2 separate regions of the Sus scrofa genome follow, and region 2 is linked to region 1. The links are chromatin contacts, called in public Hi-C maps. All regions are on one chromosome and are shown on one strand. The core of a region is the stretch at or near the end of the contact, and the rest is flanking DNA. Distances in the headings are between cores, read along the strand shown. Region 1 overlaps POLR1A (DNA-directed RNA polymerase I subunit RPA1). Region 2 has its middle 14 kb from the start of ATOH8.

Region 1 (5,513 bases), core at 1,064-3,563:
GGAATGTGGGATTAGATGAGGGGGCAGCGGGTAAGAAATGAAGTCACCAGAGCGTTCGACTCTTTGAGCGCAAAGCGCAATGAAGAGAAAGTGAGGGGACCCTCAGGAGCAGGAGGAAGGAAGATAAGGTGTCAGGCTGCTGTGGGAGACAGTGGTCAGGTCCGCATCCGTCTGCCACCTGTGTGTGTGAGTGTGTGTATGTGGGTCAGGACCACCCCCGCAGTACCTTTGCATTCCCCAGGGGCACTTAGTAGGTATTTGTCGAGTTAAATATGATGTTTAGGAGGAGGGAGGAAACAGAGGGAAGATGCCTCAGATTTGCCCCAAGAAAGGTCACCTTTGACCCAGGAGAGCCCTTTGATCAAAGTGGGAGGTGCTTCAGGGGCTTTGTGATGAGGCAGCAGAGCAGCAGCTTCATCTGCAACTGAAGAAAAAGCAGAAGGATTGAGGGGGCGGGGGTTTGGACATTATTGGAGTGTGAGGATGAGGCAGATACATGGGGGAACTGCCTTCGCGTGTCCTAGTAGCATCTCTGGGGTCAGGGTTCGAGATGGGGAGCTTAGGAGGGGGCAGGTCGGCCTGGCCACCACAGGCTGGTCAGGTCGTGGGAAGGGACAGAAAGGACTTCTGAGCAGCTGTGAGACTGAGTGAGGTTGGCCCAGTCAGTTGTCTTCCAACTTAAGTTTGAATCCCAAGCCCCCTGTCCCTGCTGCCTTCTAGCCCCTCCCCCGCAATGTCCTGTCCCTGAAGGCCTCTTTCTGCACTTGGCCTGTCATCCCCAAGACTCCCCTAACCCTGCTGGCCCTTCAGGGCTCAGCAAAGCCTTCTTTCCTCAAGGGCAGGGTCCACAGGCTTTTTCGGCCGAGGGCCGGATACTGAGTATTTTAGGTTTTGTGGGCGATAGGGTCTCTGTTACAACTACCCAGCCCTGCCTTTTTGGCCTGCAAGCTGCCGAGGCCGCACAAAACCACTAGGTGTGGCCACGTTCCCCAGAACAGGCCTGACAGGTGGCCTGCCTGCGGGCTGCAGTGGGCCATTCTCACGACTTACATGGAGTTTCCCCTATGTGTCCCGCCCTCAACTCTGTGGCTCCTTGCCCTGTGTTGTCACTCTGCATGCACCCATCCATCCTCCCTCAAGTTCTTGAACCCCGTGAGGACAAGGGCAGGGTGTCCTGCCCGCCATTCTCCCAAGCACCCACCTTGTAGGAGGCACTCAGGAATCCCCTGTGTTCTGAACGGATGGATCCAGGTTGAGGTTCGGGAGGCTCCAAGCTGTGAGGGCCACGTTTGACCTGAGAATGTGGCCAGGGTCAGAGACAGGAAGGGACCTTGTAAAAGAAAAGTGGTTTTCATGTTGGGACTTGAGGACTAAGGGTGATTATCTTCATTTTCCAGAATTACAGTAACATTATATGTAAAGTTTATACATGTAGTCAGGTACATGTGCATTTATAATTTATCTGTGGGAGTTCCCTTGTGGTGCAGCGGGTTAAGATCCGGTGTTGTCACCGCAGCAGCTTGGGTCGCTGCTGTGGCATGGGTTTGATCCCTGCCCAGGAACTTCCACATGCTGCAGATGTAACCAAAAAAATAAACTGAAAATAAAAATTTTATGTGTATATATACACACAGATGTATATATACACAGATGTGTGTGTGTGTATATATATATGTAATATATATTATACATATAAATTTACCTGTAAAGCAGTCTTGCTGAGTGTGTTGCATGTAGATCATGACCAGGCTAAAGGACTGGGAGATGTGACTGGGAGAGAGAGACCCCGGTCCTAGGAAGGTCAGTGCAGGTTAGATGAGGAGGGGGAAGGGTGCCTAGAAGGACCGTGTACCCTGGGAAGTGTGAAGTCTCTGCCCTTCCCCTGGGCCTTGTCCCGGCCCAGCAGTCAGCCAGAAGCAGATCTTTGGCTCTGGGTCTGCCTCTGAGAACTCTGACCCGGGCGCTGGGGTGCAGTAATTTTCACCGCAGTGTTTATTTAGAGACCAGAGAAAGGAAGGGCCTCAGGTTTGGATTGGCGAGGGGAGCAACGTGTGCTCCAGGGCTTCTGTTTGGATTGGCCGGTGCCTTCCAGACAGGCCTGCAAGTCTTCCCAGCTGTGGGAGGTTTGCTTACGCTGGAGGATGTCTTGAATTTGCGAGCCTCAGATCTGAGGCCCCTCCTGGGGTTTGGGACCTGAGCCCCAGATCCCAGCAGTTTCTCCCTTGAGAAGCTGAAGAAATAAGACCTTGAATGTCAGCTCAGGCCCTGGGCAGACCCTCCTGGGAATCCTCAGAATCCAGGTCTCCGTGGAAACAAGGATGTGGGGGCAGGCGAAGGACGAGTTTGAGTTCCCTGGGGAGCTGCTTTTAGGCCTGCCTTTTAGAATTTGAAGGTTAGCTCCCTGCTTTCCTGAGTTGGAGGAAACTTTCAGCCTAGCTGAACAGGAATTAGGGGTGGGGAGCGTTTCTTATTAACCTCTAACCTCTCTGTACCCAGCTTTCTGATCCAACCTCATAATGTGGACAGTGTGAGAAGAAGAAACTAGACTTGGAGTAATTTGTTTCCCCCAGCCTGTCTTCTGCTGGGTAATTTAGGGGAGACTTGAGGTGGGGGGAGGTCCCATGGAGTGTCTGTAACTCCTCTGGACTGCTAAAAGCAGCCTGCAGAATGATGGGGGTCGCAGTTGTGATTAAAGTAGTATCTCTCTCTATCATTTAGGAAGCCCCGTAGTTAAAATAACGTAAGATTAAGGGCCTTACACCAAAGTCAGCTTTGTGAGAGGAGGACATGACCAAAGGCCTGTCGATATTGGTTAAGGAACAAAAAAGTGTGATCCGTGGCTATCTTTAAAATTACTTGTGGTTTTCTTTCTCTTTAAGTTTGCCTGCATTTTCTATATTTTCCCCTACAATCAGCATATCACTGATTTTTTTTCTTGCTTTCTCCAGAAGTCGTTGAAGATCTTTTTTAAAAGCTTTGTAACAGTCGTACGCACTCATTGTAACCCGAACATCCCTAAGATGTGCAAAGGCGAAGGTGATGATGCCCTCTGCCTCACTCCTCCCGAGGGGGCCATAGGCACAGCTTGATGAGGCTCTAAGCATCCTTTTCCCTCATGTATGTAAAATGGAGATTTGGGTGGGTTTTTATTTTATTTATTTATTTATTTATTTTGTCTATTTGCCATTTCTTGGGCTGCTTCCCACGGCATATGGAGGTTCCCAGGCTAGGGGTCGAATCGGAGCATAGCTGCTGGCCTACAGCGGAGCCACAGCAACTCAGGATCCAAGCCGCATCTTCGACCTACACCACAGCTCACGGCAATGCCGGATCCTTAACCTACTGAGCGAGGCCAGGGATCCAACCCGCAATCTCATGGTTCCTAGTCAGATTCGTTAACCACTGAGCCACAACAGAAACTCCTGGGTTGGGTTTTTAAAGGAGAAAGATTTATACAGTCTGACGAGCATCCAGAGTGTGGGTTAGGTTTTAAATTGCCTCATCCTGTCACCTTAGATGGCACCTGGATTGGCTCTCTTTTACTGGAGTACATCATACTCATCACTGCCAGACTGGTGTAGAGTTCAGTCATCCTTTTTCATCCATACATAACATTCCGCACTACATACCATGATTTATCCACCCATGCCCTGCTATGGGCCAGCCAGGTTTTTCCTAATTGTGGGAGGTTTTTTAGCCACACCCATGGCATATGGAAGTTCCTGGGCCAGAGATGGAATCTGAACCACAGGTGCAACCTAATGCCATAGTTGCAGCAACGCCGGATCCTTAAGCCACTGCCCAGGACTGAGGATCGAACCTTTGCCACTGCAGAGACAACACCGGATCCTAACCCACCTTGTCACAGTGAGAACTCGGGTTTTTCTCAGTTTTTCCACAGTAAACACTGCTGCGTAAACATACATGGTCTTAAAACGTCGGCTGGCACTTTTTTTAATCCTGAAAGGCCAAAAGGAAATGAGTTTTAAGTGTTCTGAGATCTCCTGTGAAATCACTTTCCCAAAAGAGAGTGGCAATTTAAACTTCTTATTAATTTTTAAGTGCAGTAAAACATTTTCAGAGAGCATTGGACTGGGAATCCAGAACCCTGTGTTTCAGTCCTGGCTCTGCCGAGTGAGAGTGGGCAAGGATCTCTACGACATTGAGTTCACACTGAGAATAACATTCTCATGTGGGACTGCTGGGGGATTCTAGAGGTCTGCCAAGTCCTTCCGAACCCAGGAGTTTTATGGTCATGTGTTGATGGGCCATCCTCAGGTATGTCCATTTCTTTCTTCAGATTAATCCTCAGAGGAATTCCAGGCTCTGGGAAGGCCATGCATCTCTAAGAAGACAGAGATTACTGGAGGGGGCCTGGAGCCTCATTTGATTATACCTCTGAGCCCAGAGCCAGGGACTGTGCTGTGCTAGCAGCAATTTCTCAGAGCACCAAAGGGACTTAGTAAGCTGTTTCTCAAAGATTTCTAGGGTTTCACTCCAGACTAAAAGGATTTTTTTGGCCACTTGCATAGCATGCAGAAATTCCCAGGCCAGGGATCAAACCCATGCCATAGCAATGACACTGCTGAATCCTTAACTGCTAGGTCACCAGGAAACTCAAAAGTTCTCCTTTCATTTAGTTGAATAGAACATGAGATAGGCAGAAGCTACACTCAGCCCCGGGCCGAGGTAGCAGTGATGCTGAAGTTGCCTTGCTCACCTCCCACTCTCCACTCTGCCCCCAGGTGTGCCGGCATGTGAAAAATGGAGACATTCTCCTCCTGAACCGACAGCCCACCCTGCACCGGCCCTCCATCCAGGCGCATCGTGCCCGCATCCTGCCCGAGGAAAAGGTCCTGCGGCTCCACTATGCCAACTGCAAGGCCTACAATGCTGACTTTGATGGAGACGAGATGAACGCCCACTTCCCTCAGAGTGAACTGGGCCGGGCCGAGGCCTACGTCCTGGCTTGCACAGACCAACAGTACCTTGTGCCCAAGGTGGGTCTGACCTTGAGGTGGTTGCACGTCATCGCCAGCATAGCTTGGTAATTCGGGTCCAGGCCCTCACCATCTTCCGGAGTCAGTGGGTATCTCCAGAGCAGGGGCGCATGGAACAGAGGGTCTTGGCTTCTTCCAGGTGGGGTCTTCAGCCCTCTGGTTTGCTTAGGGGCAGGAAAGGTTTCTCTCTTGCTCCATCTTAAGATGCCAAGAGAGAGGTTGTAGCAGTCCTCTCAGAAAGCTGAGTTTAGTAGCTGCATCGTAGGTCTTGTCTTCCAGACTGTTTGGATTCTATAACATTGCGCCTCTGGCAAGCATTAGCATCCCAACTGTGACGGTCCCTAAGGTCCAGAGATGACCTTGATCATTGCGTTTGGACACGCAGGAGTTTTAAGAGACAGCTTACCTCCAAGAGTGCAGATAAAATTCCCCTCCCGCCCATGAGGAATCTCCTCTGGAATCCCTTCCCTCGTTTGCAGCAGAGTGATTCAGTTACCCCTCATTCATTTGGGT
Region 2 (5,513 bases), core at 815-3,314, 310 kb after region 1:
AGCTCTGAGCTGAACCCAGCTTACCACACACAAGCTGAGAGCTTAGCCAACTTCCCTAATTGCTCTGGGCCTCAGTTTCCTGGTTTGCAGTGTCGGATGGAAAGATGCCTGGCTCTTGTGGGTTGTCGAGAGGATTAAGGGATCGTCCACGTAAAGGGCCCAGCACAGGCTTGACACGTGGTAGCTACTAACAGTGTCCTGAATACCTCTTCTTTCCTTTCAGTGCGGCACAGAGGGTTCCTGACTGTCAATGGTTCAACTTAAGATTTTTCGACTCGATGATGGTGCAAAAGTGATACACACTGAGCAGCAACTGTACCTGGAGTTTCGAATTTCGTTCTTTTCCTATACACACGGCAGGTACGCTCTGGAGAGGGTGGGCGGCAGTGGCTGAGGCAGCCACACCACCTCACAACCATTCTGTATCCTGACAACTTCTCTTTTTCACTTTCCATCCAGTATTCCATCAATTACATGAGAGCGTCACATCTTATTATAAACTGTATCTTAGATGATCACAGAACTAGAGGCTAACCTAAGTGTCCTGAGCACATTCAAGGTCAGCTAGGCTAGTCTATGATAGCCAGGAGGTGAGCTGTTTTAAATGCATTTATTTATTTATTTACCTTTTTAGGGCCGCACCTGCAGTATATGGAAGTTCCCAGGCTAGGGGTCAAATCAGAGCTGCAGCTACCGGCCTATGCCACAGCTACAGCAATGCCAGATCTGAGACGTGTCTGCAACCTACACCACAGCTCATGGCAACGCTGGATCCTTAACCCACTGAGTGAGGCCAGGGATTGAACCTGCTGCATCCTCATGAATACTAGTCAGTTTCTTAACCCACTGGCCACAATGGGAACTCCTTAAATGCATTTTCGACTTAACAGTATTTTCAACTTATGATGGACTTATTAGGAAGTAACCTCATCATAAGCAGGGAAACTTGCTGCTTCGGGGCTCAGACACTACCCTTCCCTGAACACCCTTGGCCATTCCTGCAACGGACTCTGGGAAACTTCCAGCCTGGCCCAACTGTGTTCTGTCCTGGCAGCCTTGCTTCTCCAAAGAGCCCATGAGTTACCGGGGCCGGGCTGGCCTTCATCTCCCCGTGCTCCTGTGGGGCCCCCTGACTCTAGGCAGAGAACACAGCGGTTGCTGGATAAAGGGGCCGCACAGACCCCAGCACTCTGTTCCCACCCCCACCTGCCTAATCCCCCCAGTTCCCCTAATTTTCAAACCCCTGTCTAGTTTCTTCCTAATGCTTCTGTCTCCATGTCTCCAGGGCTCTGTTTGCATGAGGGGAAAAAGTCTCCACACACGCACGCGCGCGCACACACACACACACATACTCAGAGCCCAGAAAGCATTCAGTTGCTCCCAGGCAGGCTGCCAGCAATTGAGTGACCTGCAGCTTCCCCCCAAATCACATTCCACTGGCACGGATCTTGCCCCGCCTGACGCCAGCCTCCGAACTCGCCCCCAGAGCAAACATTTCCAGTTGGCAGCTCGGCCTTGTTTTTCTGAGGCCCCAATTCGGGCTCCCTGGTAGAAAACAGAAAACAAAATGCATGGGACCAAAAATGAATTCAAATCAAATGTGAAAGGAGCCGGGGTGGTGGGGGGAGGCGTTTGCTCCAAGGCACGGGGTGGGGGCGGCGGCGGGGGGAGAAAGAGGAGCTTCGGGTGTGCAAAGGGTTTCTCAGAAGCAAACACACATGCTCACAAGCCCTCCTTCCCTGCTGGCTTGGAGGCCAGGATCAATTCATTCAGGCCTCTGCCTCCTGCTAAAAGACTTACCCTGTTCTCATTCACAGCTGGGAGGGGAGGGCAGGGAGGGGGGTGGCGGGGGGAGGGGGCGAGACTGTGGATCTGAGAGGAGAGGGTGGTCGGTGTTACAGGACTGGTGTTTGTTCTAAAGGGGAAATTAAAGGAAGAAAAAATAAACACGGCCAGCCGGATTTTCACGCCAGCGCGTGAGGCGTCAGGGCGAGGAGGGCTGTGTGTGCGCAAGTGCCGGCGTGTTCGCCTTCTTAAAATAAGAGCCGCTCAGTGGAAAGATGTCATAACCCAGGTTCGGGCAGTGGGGGACAGGCCAGCCGGGGGAGGACCCAGGCTGGCGCCCAAGCCTACCCGTGGGGTCAGGCAAAGGCCAGGTGTCAGGACAGGGACGCTCAGCCAGGACCCATTAGTCAGGGCCGGGCATGTGGGGACCAGACTTGGAAAGTCAACCCCAAACTGGGCGGTCAGTCCCCGGGTAAGAGGGGAGACTGAGGGTCGTTACTAGGAAGGATGGACTCGGTCCTGGAATATGGATGCTCATCTCAGCAGGAGAGGACCGTGAAGCAGGAAGGGAGGGATGGGTGAGGCCAGAGGGAAAGGCAGGTGGAGTGAGAGGGTGGGAAAGGGGACAGCGAGGATGCTTAGCGGGCCCCAAACTGCGGGCCGACCGACCACAAAGCTGGCAGAGCTATCGAGCTGATCAGCGGGGCTGCAGAGAACCTCCCGATCGGGATGAGGATCCCGTGAGGGCACCTGGGAGGAAAGAGGGATCCAGGACCCAGGGCACCTCAGGGCCAGGGCTGGGATGTAGGGTCCCAAGCCCAGCAGAGCCCAAGAAGGGTTGTCAAGCATCCTCGACAAGTGAGCGGGCTGTCACAGGAGAAGCTAGGCATGTGGGGACAGTTAGGGAAGCTGTGAGAGGGAGAAAAGGCAGGCAGCTCATGCTGCGACCCAAGGGGCCAGGTCCCTTCTCCATGGTGCCAGCTTGCCCACACAGGGAAGGGCCTGGAGTCTTAAAGGGACCCAGCGGTAGTGATGAGGTCCCAGGGTGAGGGGCCTGGTGAGCTTTGCAGAGGCTGTTTAAGTGCTTAGTCGCAGCAGTCCAGGGCTGCTGGAGCAGGAAGTCACTCGTGCCAATAGGTTCAGTGTCCTCCAGAAGACGATAGCAGGACAACCTGTGTTCAAATCACCTGGGGTGTGTAATAAAATGTACATCTCTGCCACCCTCTCCACCTGCTGGATCAAACTCCATCTGATTGGGCTTTCAAGGAGCTATGCTTTGGAAGGCCAGTCCAGGGGGTTCTCCTGCCCTCCATGATGGTTCCAAGATCTTTCCCCTCCAGCCCTTCTTCTCTGGCTGAACTCTGATCTGTCCAGGCCCCGGGGTCTCTATTTTCCCTCTATCACAATTGGTAAGGAAAAGCATTCACAGACCTTTCCCAAGGTTTACTTTGGCTCTGATTCAGGACTTTTTTTTTTTTTTTTTTTTTTTTTTGCCTTTTCTTGGGCTGCTCCCGTGGCATATGGAGGTTCCCAGGCTAGGGGTTGAATCGGAGCTATAGCCACTGGCCGACACCAGAGCTTCAGCAGCATGGGATCCCAGCCGCGTCTGTGACCTGCGCCACAGCTCAGGGCAACGCCAGATCCTTAACCCACTGAGCAAGGCCAGGGATCGAACCTGCAACCCCATGGTTCCTAGTCGGATTCGTTAACCACTGCGTCACGACGGGAACTCCAATGATTCAGGACATTTCTAAACTCAAAGAAATGAATCTCTAATGGTGGAAACTCAGACCTGGAAAAAGCCAGAGAAACAGAGTTTGGGGAGTACATGGAAAGCCTTCCAACTAACTCTTTTTTTTTTTTTTTTTTTTTTTTTTTTAGGGATGCACCCGCAGCATATAGAGGTTCCCAGGCTAGGGGTTGAATCAGAGCTGTAGCTACTGGCCTACACAACAGCCACAGCAATGCAAGATCCAAGCCGTGTCTGTGACCTACAGCAGAGGTCACGGCAATGCCAGATCCTTAACCCACTAAGCGAGGCCAGGGATTGAACCCGTATCCTCATGGATCCTAGTCAGTTTTGTTAACAGCTGAGCCACGAAGGGAACTCCCCAACTAACCTTAACTGCACTGTATCACTGGGAGGCCCCATGAGTAGCTTTTTAAAATCTTCTTTCCCTTTATCAGTTCTCAGAATAGTTAGTTTTCTTGAAGCATCCTCCAAATGTCTTTTTATTATTATCATTTTGAATTCAAGAATTTTAAACCTATTTAATAAGTTTCAATTCATTACAGGGTTTTTGTTTGCTCAGTTTTGGTTTTGATGCACAAACGACCCCATTTCATCCAATAAGAGCTCCCTCAAGCTGGCATCTGAGTCCTTTTGACACAATTTGGTCACTAGATGTGCTCCATCAAAGACAGCTTATTTTCTTTCAATGTCTCCATCTCCTCCAAGAAGGACCTGAGTCTGAGCCCAAGGACATCTGAAAGATACCACACCCTCCCTAATAAGAATGTCTCTCCTCCTTGGAGGTAAGCTCTCTACCCACCTGAGGCAGCTGCCCCCTCATCCCCTCCCCATAGTCCTCCAGGGCTGGCCCATCATCCCCAAAACGCTCCTCACCATCCCACTTGGATGCACACTGTAAAGTGAGGAGCACAGGTATGAAAACTGGACATCAATGAAGTTGCCAGAATTTCTATACCATGGTTTCTTCATCTGCAAAATGAGATCAAGAAGGTTTTTTAGGGTTTTTTGTGTTTCTTTTCAGCCTCACCTAGTGGCATGTGGAAGTTCCCAGGCCAGGGATCAAACCAACAGTAACCAGAGCTACAGCAATGATCCTTAACCCACTGAGCCACCAGGGAGCTCCTAAAAGTATTTCAAATGAAATAATTCAGGCAAAGTTCTTAAGAACAGTGCTTGACAGATTGTAAGCAGTAAGTAGAAAACACCATAGATGCTCAACATCTCTGATTATTAGAGAAATGCAAATCAAAACTATTATGGGATACCACCTCATACCAGTCAGAATGGCCATCATTAATAAGTCCACAAATAACAAATGCTGGAGAGAATGTGGAGAAAAGGAAACCCTCCTGCACTGGTGGTGGGAATGTAAATTGGTACAACCACTATGGAAAATAGTATGGAGGTACCTTAGAAAACTATACATAGAACTACCATATTACCCAGCAACCCCACTCTTGGGCATATGCCTGGACAAAACTTTCCTTGAAAAAGACGCATGCACCTGCATGTTCACTGCAGCACTATTCACAATAGCCAAGACATGGAAACAACCTAAATGTCCATCAACAGATAAATGGATTAAGAAGATGTGGTATATATATATATATACACAAAGGAATACTACTCAGCCATAAAAAAGAACAAAATAATGCCATCTGCAGCAACATGGATGAAACTAGAGACTCTCATACTAAGTAAAGTAAGTCAGAAAGAGAAAGAAAATACCGTGTGACATCACTCATATCTGGAATCTAATATACGGCACAAATGAACCTTTCCACAGAAAAGAAAATCATGGACTTGGAGAACAGACTTGTGGTTGCCAAGGGGGAGGGAGTGGGATGAATTGGGAATTTGGGCTTAATAGATGCAGACTATTGCCTTTGGAATGGATAAGCAATGAGACCTTGCTGTACAGCACAGGAAAATATGTCTAGTCACTTATGATGGAGCATGACAATGTGAGAAAAAA

Evidence for each region. Hi-C and Micro-C count contacts between places; a contact is called where the count stands out from the background.
Region 2: a contact with region 1 is called in a Hi-C map of omental adipose tissue, with 1.9 times the contacts expected there. A contact is called at or near these places in 5 of 47 Hi-C or Micro-C datasets (embryonic fibroblasts, fibroblasts, mesenteric adipose tissue and 2 more) and 1 of 2 datasets of targeted methods (skeletal muscle).

Annotation. Positions count from the first base shown.
Region 1 is chr3:58,699,863-58,705,375 of Sscrofa11.1, forward strand. POLR1A (DNA-directed RNA polymerase I subunit RPA1) reads left to right here. Exons shown (of 34, transcript XM_005662406.3): 13 at 4,746-5,000. Among named protein-coding and RNA genes, the nearest start is that of POLR1A, 32 kb to the left of the region's middle.
Region 2 is chr3:59,012,422-59,017,934 of Sscrofa11.1, forward strand. No RefSeq gene overlaps it. Among named protein-coding and RNA genes, the nearest start is that of ATOH8, 14 kb to the left of the region's middle.